Linked DNA regions of Mus musculus: all the other regions are linked to region 3. Evidence: chromatin contacts called from public promoter capture Hi-C data. All regions are on one chromosome and are shown on one strand. The core of a region is the stretch at or near the end of the contact, and the rest is flanking DNA. Distances in the headings are between cores, read along the strand shown.

Region 1 (4,782 bases), core at 1,027-3,526, 2.0 Mb before region 3:
TCAGCTGGGGATGTGGCTCAGTCGACCTGGCAAGCACGAAGACCTGGGTTCCATCCCCAGCACTGCATAAAACCCGATACTGTGGTATGGTAGACATTCACAATTCCAGCACCCTGAAGTAGAGACAGGATGGCCAGGTCAGTAGACTAGCCTGAGATTTATGAGATCCTGTCTCCTAAATAAATAAATAAATAAAGGAGGGTTTCCCCTCATTCAGGAGAAATGAATCTGAATCTCTGCTCAGATTAATATAGCAACACACACACACACACACACACACACAAATAACAATGAGCCGGGCGTGGTGGTGCACGCCTTTAATCGCAGCACTCAGGAGGCAGAGGCAGGCGGATTTCTGAGTTCGAGGCCAGCCTGGTCTACAGAGTGAGTTCCAGGACAGCCAGGGCTATACAGAGAAACCCTGTCTCAAAAAGACAAAACAAAACAAAACAAAACCAATAAACAGATGGGTATGATCTCCATTTTTAAGTTATAAATTGTAATATAATTGATTATTCATATGTATATGGATATATAATCATAGGAGGATTTCTGAGTTCGAGGCCAGCCTGGTCTACAGAGTGAGTTCCAGGACAGAACCCTGTTTCAAAAAACCCCCCAAAAAAAACCAAAAAAAAAAAAAAGTACATTACACACTATATCTATCTCTTGTTATTCTCTGGAGTTGGGAAAGGAGAGGGTTGAATTACAAAGCTCGCCTGTGAGCTATTACTACATCTTTAAAATTCCAAAGGCCAGGAACCATCTCTCCTGGGGATGACTCCATTCTCAAAATCTACTACCACAAAGCATATTGTGTACCCCTGAATGCTCTGAGGAAGCTAAGGTGGTTTAATGGCAGCCTGGACTACACAGGGAGATTGTCTCTCCATCAATGCCCACGCAGACACACCTCTACCACTGACGCTGGTATGTGACATTTGTTGAACGAATAAACATGTTTACTATAACTATTTAATACCGTGACTGAAAATACCTCCTGGCCAGTAAATAGATTAAAAAAAATAAAAAACAAACAAACCCCCCAAACCCTGAGTCTGAAACCACTTTACAAGATAAAAATCCATTTGTTTAAAGCAACCATTACTTTATCGTTCATAAAAGGCACACCCAAACTGTTTCCCACCGAGTGCACCATAAGTCTTCTGTTAGTGAGAATGCACTGCCGCACTGAAGGGCACACGACAAAGACAATACATGGGCTTTCCAGTTTTTTTGTTTGTTTTGTTTTGGAGACAGGGTTTCTCTGTGTAGCCCTGGCTGTCCTGGAACTCACTCCGTAGACCAGGCTGGCCTTGACCTCAGAAATCCGCCTGCCTCTGCCTCCCAAGTGTTGGGATTAAAGGCGCGCGCCACCGCCGCCCGGTTGGACTTTCCAGTTTTAACGGTAGACTTTTTTGAGATGATGGGGTCTTACCTGGTAGCCTTGTCTTCCCTGGAACTCTCACTAGGTAGACCAGGATGGCCTTGAACTCACATAGATCAGCTTGCTCTGCCTCCTGAGTAGTGGGATTAAAAGGCGTGCATTACTACGCCAGACTCTACACCCTACACTTTAACAGGGGTTTCGTTTTCCTGCCTGACCTCTTGTCGACTCTCCTAAAGACCCCCATGCTTATGGATCACTGTTCACGTTTGGCAGAAACTCTGAATATCAGTTTGTGTAAGGTGGGGAGCTGATAGTACTGAGTCCTAGACAAAGAACTGGATTATGCTCCTGACAGAGAAAAGGGAATGCGTCTGACAACCAAAGTTAAGACTTCCCCAAGTCTTAGAGTACACGTATTCTGGTGGTGGTGGTGAGATCACATGGGAGACAAGGTCTCAAGTAGCCCAGGCTGGCTTCGAACTTGTTACACAGTCGAGGATGATTCTGACCTCCTGGTCTTGCAGCTTCTCCTCCCAAGAATGGGGATGACAGGTGTGCGCAACTCACGGCGGGCAGGGACCTCGCGATTCGCCACTGATCAAGCTCACCTCGCCAGCCGCGAGGCAGCTCCGTCCACACCGCCGCGTTCCCACGCCTGCCGGTCTCCCCCACACCTCTCGGTCCGGCCTCTTCCAGCAGGTGGGCGTGGCCCTTCCCGGTACGGAACTCCGTTATCCCGTTCGCCTGTTCCGCACTCCTCTCTTGACCTGCAACAAAGGTCGCGGAAAAATAGCCCAGCCCTTAGCTACTCCATGGAACGGGCTCCGCACCGTTCGGAGACGCGAAGTTCCACGCCGCACACTCTTAGAACCCGGAGCCCACCAACACCTTCCCAACCAGAGGACCCCTGAGCCTGTGGCCGTCCGCGTCTGTGCCTGATGGAGCTCGTCTGGTTCTTTTTAAAATTTTCACCTTAGAGAGGCTTAACGCAGAGACAAGTATCAATGATCGTCAAATAATGTAATTTATCTAAAATCTGGCTTGACTTTTACGTCGTGTCCTGTTTTGTTTTTGAACAGGCGGCTGCCCCGGACACCTAAACGGGGGTCCTGGAAGTTCCCGGTCAGTCTTCCCTCTGGGACCCGCCTCTTCCTGCGTGCGCGGTGATGGGAAAGCGCGGCCGGCGTCCCGCCTCCGCGCAGCCGCAGGAGGACAGTACCACGGCGCCTGCGACATGGGGAGGCGCGGAGGCGACACCGGAAGTGGCTGTGGTCCGGGTCGGCCCGAGGGGGACTCAGCGCCCGCAGCAACCACCCGCGCGGCGGCGGTCAGAGCTCAGACCCGTGCGGGTGGGCGTGGCGGGCGCCGGGACACAGCTCCGACTGTTCGCTGTCGGCGCGGGGCGGCGCCGCGTCGCTCGCCTTCACCAGCTGCCATGAGCGAGCGCCTCCGCCCCAGGTGAGGGAAGGGGGGAACCCGCTTTCTCCGCGGCCCCTCGGCCGAGGATGTGCGCTCTGGAGCCGAGGGGCGGACGGAGCCGGCGGGGTGGTGGTGCGAGGCTCTGGGCTGCGCTGCTCTGCGGTCGGAGGAGGCGGAGGGGAGAAGGTGGCGCCGCCTCTGACACTTGGACCCCGTGGGCAGCCAGGGAGGCGACGCTCTGGAATCCAGGGCTGCCCCTTCTCCGTCTTTTCCTTGTTTTCTTCGTCTTCTGCCCTTTCCGCTTCGGAATGAGGTTTGTTCGGCCCGACGAGACGGACGGTGTGGTCCTTCCTAAATTGAGGCGGGCGGTGGTGGTAGGGGGATGGGAGGGATGGCCGATCTGGAAGAGATGGCTCCCTTCGAGCGAGGCGCCTCGGAGAGGGGACGGGATGCTTCGGGGGCGGGGAGCTGCTGGCGCCCCAAGGTCAGGAGAAAGGCGGGGGTTGGGCTTAACCCCTGCAGCTGGGAGGGCTTAGGGCAGACCGCAGCGCTGTGCCCTCCCTCATCTGATGGACCCGGGTGGGTGGTGACCCACTCTCGGTTGTAGCATTAGCAGGCAGGATTCTAAACAGTTTGGATGAGGGGCCAGTTGGCTGGGAGCAGGGAGGTGGCTAACACCACGAGTTACTCTCAACCCTCACTAGGCGGGCGGCCCCTCGGGGCTTTAGGCCCGATCCAGATGAAGTTTCTTTTCTCCTTATTTTCCGTCTGGGAAGAAGTAAGTTGGGACGCCTTACCTCAGAATGAAGAAGGCTGGCTTTATTTCTTACTGGAAAGTCTCCTAATAAGATGCTTGACGATCTATCTACATCTACGCTAAGTTGTACTTTTTCATTTCTCTGGTGGAGAACAGAGAACGGATTTAGAGAGACTCATTTATTTATCTAAGTCTATTCAGGCTCGCGGCTCTTTATTCCGTAGTCGTCTCAGGCTTAAAGAAGGTGGATCGTAGGCTTGCTTTTTTATTTTCTCTCATAAATGATTTTACTTATTTTATTTTATGTGTATGAGTGGTTTGCCTGTGTATATGTATGTACATCACGACGTGCGTGTCTAGTGTCAACGTAGACTCAGAGGAGGGCTGGGAACAAAACCCCAGTCCTCTGTAGGACTAACAGGGGTCTTCCGTGGCTGGGCCATCTCCTCAGCCCTGAGTCTTGTTCCTTGCATTCTTTGGTTATGAATGTAATCATTGTTTTGCAAGGCTTCTCCCTGAAACAGTTATTTCATGGGACTGGGGTTCCCCAACATTCTGAGATGACTTGATCCAGTGGTGAGAATTTTAAGGTCCCTAGACTGAATTGAGTGACTGATTTTGGTTCTATAGTAATTGTAGTAGAAAGCCTGTACTTGTGTCAAAAAAAAAATGATCAAACTAAATTGGAAATTAGAAGGTGCTTGCCAGAATTATAATCTGGTCCATGGCATTAATGTACTCCAAAAGGTTTAATCTTACTGATTGTACAGATAGAATGAAGCCATAATCTTGCCAGTTATTAGAAATCATTGGAAGGTTCAAATTAGGTCAAGTTGGAATTATGGACCAGTTACAGTCACACCATTAGAGTTAGGGCTGTGACCTTTAGATGCAGCAAGCCTGAGCTGACTGCCATCTTTTAGATTCTTTTGGAATGTCTCCCTCATGTGACAGCCCTCAGCATTTTCTGTCACTAACAGATTTTTTTAAATCTAGTGCTGCAGACAAGTAGTGTAAGTTTGTGCTGATTACAGATTCTTTTTATCTAATATACTTATAGAAATCTTAGTGTGTTTATATATTTTGGTGACTTTTTTTCCCCCTCTTTCTGGTGACTTCTTTAAAAACCAGTTATCAAGGACAGACCTTTCTTGCCTAATTTTTATTTATTTATTTTTTTATTCTTTCTCATCACCCATGAGCTAGCTTGGCCCCC
Region 2 (4,596 bases), core at 1,538-4,037, 2.0 Mb before region 3:
GAGCATTATGGAGCAGAGGGCTTCGGCCACAGCCTGGTCCGACACAGCCTGGCATTTGAGCAGCATCTTGCTTTCGTGCAAAATAGTTGACCTAGAAAGACTCACAAAGATCAACATGGAGTAGCTAACATCTGGGGTGAAGTGGCTCAGTGTATAAGGAGAAAAACGGACAGACCCCTGTGACACTTGTAGGGGCTCAGTGAGCTAGGGTGGGGGCTACCAAACTCACCGGAAGTGGCTGGCTGCTGCCACCTGGCGGATGAGGATTGGAAATCTCGAGAGGATGGGGCTGTATCTGGAGTTAGAGGAGTCCAGCTGCAGCAGGCTATGCAGGTGGCAGCAGAGCAGGTAGAGCTGTGTGGCCTGGAGGTGCTGCGAGGCTTCCATGGCGCTCCAGATCTTCTCCGGGATCTCCAGCAGCAGCTTAATCTGGGCGGCCATGCTGTAGAACTTCTCGGACGGCGGCTGTGGCTGAAGGGCAGTAGACCGTCAGAAGAGCAAATAAAAAGCACAGCTCCGTTTACACAGGCCTGGGGGAGAAGCTGGGGAATGCTTTAAGATCTCAAGCTTTTCCGTGTGTGGTATCGCACACCTTTGATCCCAGCACCCAAGGGGCAGTGGTGGGCGGATCTCTTGTGAGTTAGACACCAGCCTGGTCAACATAGTGAGTTCCAGGCTAGCCAGGACAGCACAGAGAAACCCTGTCTTTAAAACGAAAACAAAATCTGACGTTTTCATAAAGCCACACTCAGTACCACTCAGCTTGCAGGGCACTTATGTCCGACCAAATGGCATCTCACCATCTGGTTATTGGTAGGAGGGCGGGGCATCTCGCCATCTGGTTATTGGTAGGAGGGCGGGGCATCTCACCATCTGGTTATTGGTAGGAGGGCGGGGCATCTCGCCATCTGGTTATTGGTAGGAGGGCGGGGCATCTCGCCATCTGGTTATCGGTGGGTGGAAGGGAGACTTCCTACAAGCTTCCTCCTTCCTCTCCTTTCTCTTTAAGGTCACCAAACATTTCTCGTTGACTGTTCTTTACCACCCCTGCACCAGATCTTCATCTGGCTGAGACTTCAGGCCTCTCATCTGCCCTCTCACCTCGAGTCCGTCTTCAGTAGTGGTGTGTGGGGTGCCGGTAAAGGAGGGGAACTAACTCTGGCTCTTTTGTGTTCCTCCCCATCTGCTATGGGAGGCAAGCAGGCCTGCAACGGACGTCAGATGCTAACAGTTTGATCTCGGACTTCCCAGGCCTATTCCTGAGGGAAAATGAATGTCTACTCTTTATGAACTATCCAGTGTTAAATCTTTTGTTACAGCAGCATAGCTGGCCAGAGACGTCAATGTTCCAAATCTCAGTTGTCCTTACTGGGGAGGAGCCACACCTAACTCACTCCTTCCTTCCGAACTATTACATTAAATGGACATGTGGCGATTAATCACCTTTATGCTAAACTATTTTCTACTGCCATTCTAAATTATTCATATTTTAAAAATTCAATTTCCCAAGAATTTCTTTCTTTAATTAGAATGTAAACTTCAAGAACATCTTGGGAGGCTCCTGTTTATGATTTGAACGGAGAGGGCATTCCCCCAGAAATGCACCAGCCATAACCATGAAAATCAATCCATTTCTAAGACTGGGCTTACATAGTTGAAGCTAGCCAGCTAAGTCTGTCCATTTGGGAAGGGGGCTGTACTTAATGTGTAGCTTAGGGAGTGACAGGCTGACAAAGTTCCAACCTTCTTTGCCCACGTTCATTATACTGCCCTAGTTTTTTTGGCTTGGATTTTCTGACACCTAAGTAGCGCAAGAAAGCTGGCTCCACATGTGGGCTAGTGTGCTTTTGTAATTTCTTCTTCTGTTACAGTAAGTTCTCCTAGGTTAAAAACTATTTACCCTCGGCGCCCTCTGCTCATTCCTAAGCCAACACCCAATGTCAGAATTCGATCCGCATCGGGTCTTAAACGTTTCATGGGAGGACATCAGGATACCCTGAGTTTTTTAAACCAGCCTGAAATGAAACTGCTCACCTATTAAAAGGGGGAGGGTCTGACGGCTGAGGCTACCCTCCCCCAATTCTCCAGGCTCGGTCGGGCTCAGGGTGGGATGGGGAATGAATGAATGACTTTGACAGGAAGGTGTGAGCTAACGGGAGAGATCTGACAGTCGAGAGACCCCTGGCGTTTTCAGTTAAAAGGGAAGGAGAGCGCAGCGAACCCACGGGAGGCGAGGGAATCGTCCGGAAGTCCGGGAAGGCTCCCGGAGCAAAAGGCCGGCTGGCTTTTCGGCAGCGGACCAGCGTCCCGAGGAAGGCCCGCAGACGCCTCCCGGTAGCCCGCGGCGGCGAGGGGCGGGCTCCTCCGGCGGAAGGTGAGGGGTGGGGTCCGCCGGGCGGCGGGGGCGGAGGGACGTGGCGGGTTCGGATCCCGGACTGACCTGCGGGGCCCGTGGGACCCGGGGCGCCACGGAGCCGGCCTGGCGGAGGCGGGCGCAGTATTGATCGGTGGCCTGCACGGCGTCCACCAGGCCCTCGGCGCAGCGGCGCATCTGGCCGATGGTGTCCGCCGCCTCGATCAGGTCGCGGTACCGCTCGCCCACCATCTGCCGCAGCTCCTCCTTCTTGTGTTCGATCTCGGCTCGGACCTGGCGCTCCAGCCCGCGGATCTCCTCCGCTCCATGAGTCTCGAAGAGCGCGTTGGGATCGCGCAGATCCAGCCGCTTGAGCGCGGAGGAGGCGGTCGCGGCCGCCATGGTGCTAAGCCAGGGATCCGCCGGCCGCTTCCGCCTGCCAGCCCCGCCCCGCCCTCCCGCCATCATGGATGGGGGCGGAAGTGCTTCCGCCAGGTCGGGAGCCTCGGTGGTCCCAGGGACTGAGCCTCGGTGGCAGTGCTGCTCTCCAGAGCTTATTTTTTACTGTTACAATCTCCCTTCTCTCTCCTTCACTCTTCCTTCCTTCCCTCTTCCTCCCCATTCTCACCCTATGTAGGTGGAGTACGTGCGACAGAAACAGATGCGCGCGGAGGTCATAAGTTGCAGGAGGCTCACTCCTGCCATGAGGATCTCAGTATAGAATTTTAGATGGAATTTTATCGGCTTTGGCGGCAATCGCCTTTGCCTGCTGTGCCATCTCGCCTACCCTGAGCGCTCGTTTCCTTAGAGAAGCGAAATAGTTAAGGTTGTACTTGGTGGTCAAAGTCTTAGTGGCCCGGAGCCCCTTGCGTCGCACCCAAACCCTTTCCTGGGGAGGGAAGAGCTTCACCGTGGGGTTCATTATGGTAAAGATGCACGTATGGTCGTGTTGCTGTCGGTCTTACATGCATGCACGCTTTTGCCTTCGATAGACCATCACAGCAACCAGGACTGGGCCTTGGGACTCTTCCCTTAGGACTTGGCAGCTGGAGATCTGAGTGACGGCTGTGGTCCACCTTGTTACCTGGGTCTTCTATTTTATTTAAATATTGTTTAGTGGCCACAAAATGGGTTTCCCTGTTACAGGCCTCCTGTGGTGGAGAACGATGGGGAGTCCATGATGCCAGAGGATTGGACATCCTGAGATTGACCCAGTAAGAAAACCTGGACGTTCTGGCTTGCTGTTCATAAGTCCGTTCAGGGCCCTTCGTTTTGGAAAAGTTTGCTGAAGAATTCTTTCCTATGTTAACACAGAGAAAACAGTATTGTGTGTTCAGCAGCCCTGTACCACAGACAGCCTCTGGGTTTTCTCTCCCGTTCACCACTGCCACTACTTCGAGGCAAATGTCACAGCAATAGATTGATATCTAAATAAGGGGGTTTACTTACGACATTCCAGCAAGAAGAGTCCCTGCTCTATGCACAACTGAAGCCCAGGGAATTTTACTTACCTCGGGGAAGGGGGTTAACTCAGAACTCAAGCCACTTGGCTTGAGATACCGCCTACGCGTCAGAGTTCCCCCAGCACAGCGCGCCCCCTGGTGGCGCAGCGGTGACGTGCAGTCCTTTCTATAGTCCCGCGCTACCGGCTGCTTTGGTGCTGTTTTGCTTCTGAGCCTGCAGAATCTGTCTTCCGTGTTTGGAAGCGCTTCTCTGTCAGGCAGAAACTTTCCCCAGGACTTCTTGCACCTACTGTGCCAGCCTGGGGCCTGGGACTGGTCCACAAGACCTTCTTGGGCCTTTGAAGGCAGCGATGCCCTGGTGCAGGGATTTCAGCCTTGTAGAGGCTAGGTCTCACCCACAACACCTAGTGTGCAGGACTGGCAGGGACAGTGGCTGCAGCTGTAGTTTCAGGTGCCAGCGCTGGTGATGGGTATCTGCAGGTTGGATCACCCTGTGGTATACCTTGGATTAGGAATGTTCGCCCTCTCTTTGCTCCTGTCTCTTCAGCTTAGTTGCACATCCTGCCCAGCAGCTCACTGTGTTATCAATACATCCATTTTCTCTGAAAATCAGAACCGTGGTCTGTAGCTTGCCCTGGGAGCCTAACACTTATTCCTCAAGCTTCCAGTTCCCCAAGAGTTAGTAAGCTAACACCTTTCCTACACTGAGGGGAACACGATAGGCTATGATCAGTTCCATGTGGGACTAGGGGCTTCTTGTATGATGGCTTTGGCAAAGGC
Region 3 (4,679 bases), core at 1,062-3,561:
CACACTAATATTTAGAGAAGCTATAAGTTATGGAGAACCTAAATCCACGTACTCTGCCCTATTGTTTGTTAAGATTTTGAGAGACTTTCTTAAGGCAGGGATAAAGAGATGTGCTTTTCTAGTTTCTTGATTACAATACCACTTCATGGAACCCACCATAATGTTAAACCTACATTACATGCCATTGCAATTACCCATAGCAGCAGACCCCTATTTTACAAACATTAAAGTAATTTTTAAATTGGTTGGAATCAGGAGATGCAGACAAGTATGTTCATGGAGCTTATTTTAAGCAACACATCTATTTAAATTTCAGAATTGAATACTTTTATATGTACCGGTTATTCAGGGTACGATTGAAACCAAATAAATACATTTTTTTAACTTTAAACATATTTTATTATAAATTACTTTCTACTTGACTGTTTCTTTAAACTGTTAATAGTTTAACGAAACATTGCAAGAATAGTAAGACATTAACTATAATATGTTTAGTTCTCTTAAAGCTTCTGTTTTTACCACATAAGAGAATTATAGCTATCTTTTCCAATGTTAAACAATTTTATATAATACTATCACTGAAAAATGTATAAATACCATGAAAGCACATCAAATATAAATAATATTAAAGTTTAAAAACACAGGTGTCTTTTCAACTTGATAATGGAGGAATGTTCTGGTCTCAATAGAACAAACATTATTAAAATGAATCAATCATATAACTAATTGACTTACTTTTTAAAGCATTTGTTATATATACACATAGTGTATGTATATGTTTTGAATGTGTGTGTTCATGTGTATGTGTGTGATATGCACTTATGTCTATAAGTGTTTATATGTTGAGTGTCTGCATGCTAAGACTAGAAGTTATCTAACATTCTTTCTCTATCATACCTTTCTTCCCTTGAGATAAGGAAGCTCACTGAACTTGTAGCTAGGCTGGTAGCAATCAACCCCCAGAGGTCTTCTAGTCTCTGCTCTTCACCAGAGCCCTTGGTTTACAGATGTTCTGAGTCGTGCCTGCTATTTAAAGTTGTGAGCCTGGATTTGAACTCAGTTCTTCGTGTTCACACAGCAATGGTTCTTTCTCTCTGACTCATTTCCCCCATATAATTTTTCAGTATTTTACACCTGGCATTACAGACTGTACATTGAGTAGTCACAGTTTTAAGCTGACAGACTTTATTTTTTTTTTTGTACAAGACTCAAAGAATGGCTTAGACAGTTGACTAGATGACTCAGTGGCTAAAAGTACTCATTGTATAGGCTTCTGATCCTGAGGCCAATCCCCAGGACCCATCTGATGGGAAGGAAAAATAGATTCCCGCAAGATATTCTTTGACCTCCACACATATTGTGGTATACCTTTCCATGACAAAACAAACAAAGAAACAAACACACAAAATAATAAAAATAAATGACATAAAGCTATGACATAAAATCAAGAATGCAAAAAAATATTCTTGGTGAGATGAGCAGAAAATCCTGCCCAACTTTATGAACAGCACAGATTGTTGATTCAGACATACAGAGCTGTTGCATTGACCATGTACATTGCAGTATAATACCATTGTTGACATGGTAGTTGGGATTTATAAATGTACAGTTGGGATATTAGATGTACAAACTATGATATGCTTACATGAATTCTGAGAATTAGTAGGGGTGCCCGAGAGCAGAACTGATGTGGTGAAAAACAAAATAACTAACTCACTTCTTAAGATCACTAAACAGACTTTTAGCGTGTATCGGAGATTTGAAAACAAGGAGATTTCATTTTCTAAATGGTCTCCATGGTTTTATTTTGTTTGTTTTGTATGTTCATAGCACATGGGTTGAATTATCTTTGACTAGAGAGACGAAGATGGTAGCAATCCAATAATTCCTCTTCAGTGAAGAAGATTTAAAATCTACCATCCGTGGGGTTCAATTTCTTCCTCATTAGAACCATGAGAGTTAGGGCGATGGGAAGAGGGGGCTGGGATAAGAACATTGCATCTCATTCTTAAACATCGTGGTATTTTTCTTGAAACAGAAGGTAGTAATCAATGAAAGTTGTTCAGTGTGGTTCAGCTCCTATAATACTTTCCTGGTGTTAGTCTAACCACTATTGCTATGCAATACTTTGTGCCCCTTTTTATTTTTTTTTTTTTAAACCATAGTAGATTCTTTAAGGTCACATCTGTTAGGGCACATAATGGTTTTTAATCACACCTTCCTAAATGACTGGAACACACGTGTGTGTCGGGAGCAGCGCTTAAACCGAAGCCTGATCCCTGTCGTACGATGTTTGGGTGGTTTGGGTTCCTGGAGGGTTATGGCGGAGACCTCTGCTGAACCCACACTGGTTGATATACAGCTGAACAATCAAATGCAGGCAAGCCTGGCTGGTGTAAGCCGTCCTTCCCAGAGGAGGATGGCGGGGAACACAATTTCAATTTTTAGGGAAGCAGTGAAGGCTGGAATAATATATTATCTTTACAGGCCCTTGTCTTCAATTCCAAACCCCTTTAATGTACCTTAAATCCACATCAGATCAGTTTCAACGAAATGATGAGGGACCGTTCACAGCATGGTGCTTTCTTCCCTTCAAATTCAAATTAGGTGCTAAAAACAAATTTTTCTACTTTTTCAACTTCCATTTAGCCAAAATCATTGATGACGTGCGGCTGACTCTGAATATAACTTGGAACGAAATCACATGCTATAGACACTATCTAAGTATCCTGTACTAAATTTTAGCATGTATTTTTTTCTCTAGCGGCATAGAGACAAAAAAGAATTGATGCTCATTTAGAAATCTACTTTATTCAATGTACACTGTGGTTAGTTATAGGCACCAAGGGTTTAATAGCCTCAAACTCTAAGGATTCTAATAGCTTGAGATATCTCATCTTTGTCTTTTACATTAGACCAATTAGTATAAATAAAACAAATAATGTCAGATGTTAGTGAATGAAATAAATGAGAGGAATGGGATCATGTAAACTGGAGTGATCGACAGGCAGTGATCATATATGTCTATATAATGAATATCTATAGAGACACATGTGACTATATGATGAATAAGTGACATTTGCTTTGAGATGTGAGTGGTAATAAACAAGAGCAAAGCATGAGATACCGAATAAGCATGCCAGCCAATGAGATTCAAAGGCTCAGTGTCGCTGGGCCATACTGAACACAGAACAGGCAGGTGACATCTAGTTTGGTTAGGATCTCGGAAGCCCTAGTGACTGGGTTCTTTTCATTTGTTTGTGTGTCGAGTAATTGTTCTGCTTTTTCTTCCTATTTTTTTCTTTTTTGTTTCACTGATGGGAGTTGAACTGAGACCCCCATGGCAGCCGTGCTGGCAGTCCCCAGCCCTCAAAGAGAGATATTCTGCTTATAGACCTCCCAAAGCAATTGAACAGGGCTTCATTGTTTAACACATCTGATTGTAATATTTTATACCATCTACAGGCAACCTGAGGCGCTCACAGACAAATCTATTCCTTCCTCTACTAAATTTAGTTTTTCTACACTTTCAAAGATGTACACTGCATATTTTGTACAATCTCCCTCCCACTCTTTCCCATTTGCCTCCTGCTCCCATCATCCTCCCTTCCCTACAAATATCTCTCTCCAGTGTGTTTGCTTGTTTAGCTTTGGTTTTGTTTAGAACTTTGTTGCAGAATCAATAGTCGAGGCAGTCTTGTATGATCCCATGTTGGAATCTTCTTGTAAGTGCCTAATGGGTCACTAGTCCTCGCATGACTTGGTGCTGTGCTATTCCCTCTCCTAGAATTTGTTGTTCACTAGCAGATCTAAAGAATGTGGTAGGGCCCCATAGGTCTCTGACCCTGGAAGGGCTTAACTGGACCCAGTGCTATAATACATAGTCACTGTGATCGCATGGATTCCATGGCCATATTTTATTTAGAAGATAATAATCTGCAACGTTCTCCCTATTGGCTGCTATTATTTGGCTTATTTTATTTACCTAAATAAATCTGATGATATCTCAGGAACCTTCACTAACCGTAATTTTTATAAAGTCACAGTACTTATCCGTTGATTTCATTAGATTTAAATAACGTGAGTGGCCCTTAACATTACAGACAAACAAATGAAAAATAGGTTACCACTTAAAGCAATTTTTTTCCATTTTTTATTAGGTATTTAGCTCATTTACATTTCCAATGCTATACCAAAAGTCCCCCATATCCACCCACCCCCACTCCCCTGCCCACCCACTCCCCCTTTTTGGCCCTGGTGTTCCCCTGTACTGGGGCATATAAAGTTTGCAAGTCCAATGGGCCTCTCTTTCCAGTGATGGCCGACTAGGCCATCTTTTGATATATATGCAGCTAGAGTCAAGAGCTCCGGGGTACTGGTTAGTTCATAATGTTGTTCCACCTATAGGGTTGCAGATCCCTTTAGCTCCTTGGCTACTTTCTCTAGCTCCTCCATTGGGAGCCCTATGATCCATCCATTAGCTGACTGTGAGCATCCACTTCTGTGTTTGCTAGGCCCCGGCATAGTCTCACAAGAGACAGCTACATCTGGGTCCTTTCAATAAAATCTTGCTAGTGTATGCAATGGTGTCAGCGTTTGGATGCTGATTATGGGGTGGATCCCTGGATATGGCAGTCTCTACATGGTCCATCCTTTCATCTCAGCTCCAAATAAACATG

What was found. Promoter capture Hi-C pulls out the DNA fragments that hold promoters and counts their contacts.
Region 1: a contact with region 3 is called in a promoter capture Hi-C map of second pharyngeal arch cranial neural crest, with 11 times the contacts expected there. The contact joins the promoter of D11Wsu47e here to the enhancer-like site in region 3. A contact is called at or near these places in 8 of 39 promoter capture datasets (the 3T3-L1 cell line, 3T3-L1-derived adipocytes, cranial neural crest and 4 more) and 2 of 115 datasets of contacts at active chromatin or transcription factors (astrocytes and embryonic hindbrain).
Region 2: a promoter capture Hi-C map of second pharyngeal arch cranial neural crest shows a contact between it and region 3, with 12 times the contacts expected there. The contact joins the promoter of Cog1 here to the enhancer-like site in region 3. A contact is called at or near these places in 8 of 39 promoter capture datasets (the 3T3-L1 cell line, 3T3-L1-derived adipocytes, cranial neural crest and 4 more), 5 of 484 Hi-C or Micro-C datasets (the G1E-ER4 cell line, cerebellum and cerebral cortex) and 1 of 115 datasets of contacts at active chromatin or transcription factors (embryonic forebrain).

The regions. Positions count from the first base shown.
Region 1 is chr11:113,681,928-113,686,709 of GRCm38.p6, reverse strand. It overlaps D11Wsu47e (DNA segment, Chr 11, Wayne State University 47, expressed), which reads right to left and starts at 2,276. Exons shown (of 5, transcript NM_001361593.1): 1 at 1,999-2,276. Fam104a (family with sequence similarity 104, member A) reads left to right here and starts at 2,559. Exons shown (of 3, transcript NM_138598.5): 1 at 2,559-2,848. The coding sequence starts at 2,625.
Region 2 is chr11:113,647,720-113,652,315 of GRCm38.p6, reverse strand. Cog1 (component of oligomeric golgi complex 1) reads right to left here and starts at 2,787. Exons shown (of 14, transcript NM_013581.3): 1 at 2,441-2,787; 2 at 230-471; 3 at 1-91. The coding sequence starts at 2,755. It also overlaps a transcript of Slc39a11 not described here.
Region 3 is chr11:111,645,788-111,650,466 of GRCm38.p6, reverse strand. All of the region lies in intron 2 of Gm30219 (a long non-coding RNA gene), which reads left to right. Among named protein-coding and RNA genes, the nearest start is that of Gm30219, 11 kb to the left of the region's middle. Within about 2 kb of position 2,311, at least 1 of the 459 cell types and tissues checked has an H3K27ac peak or open chromatin away from gene starts, as enhancers often do. A contact at or near this core is called in second pharyngeal arch cranial neural crest, where this site is marked.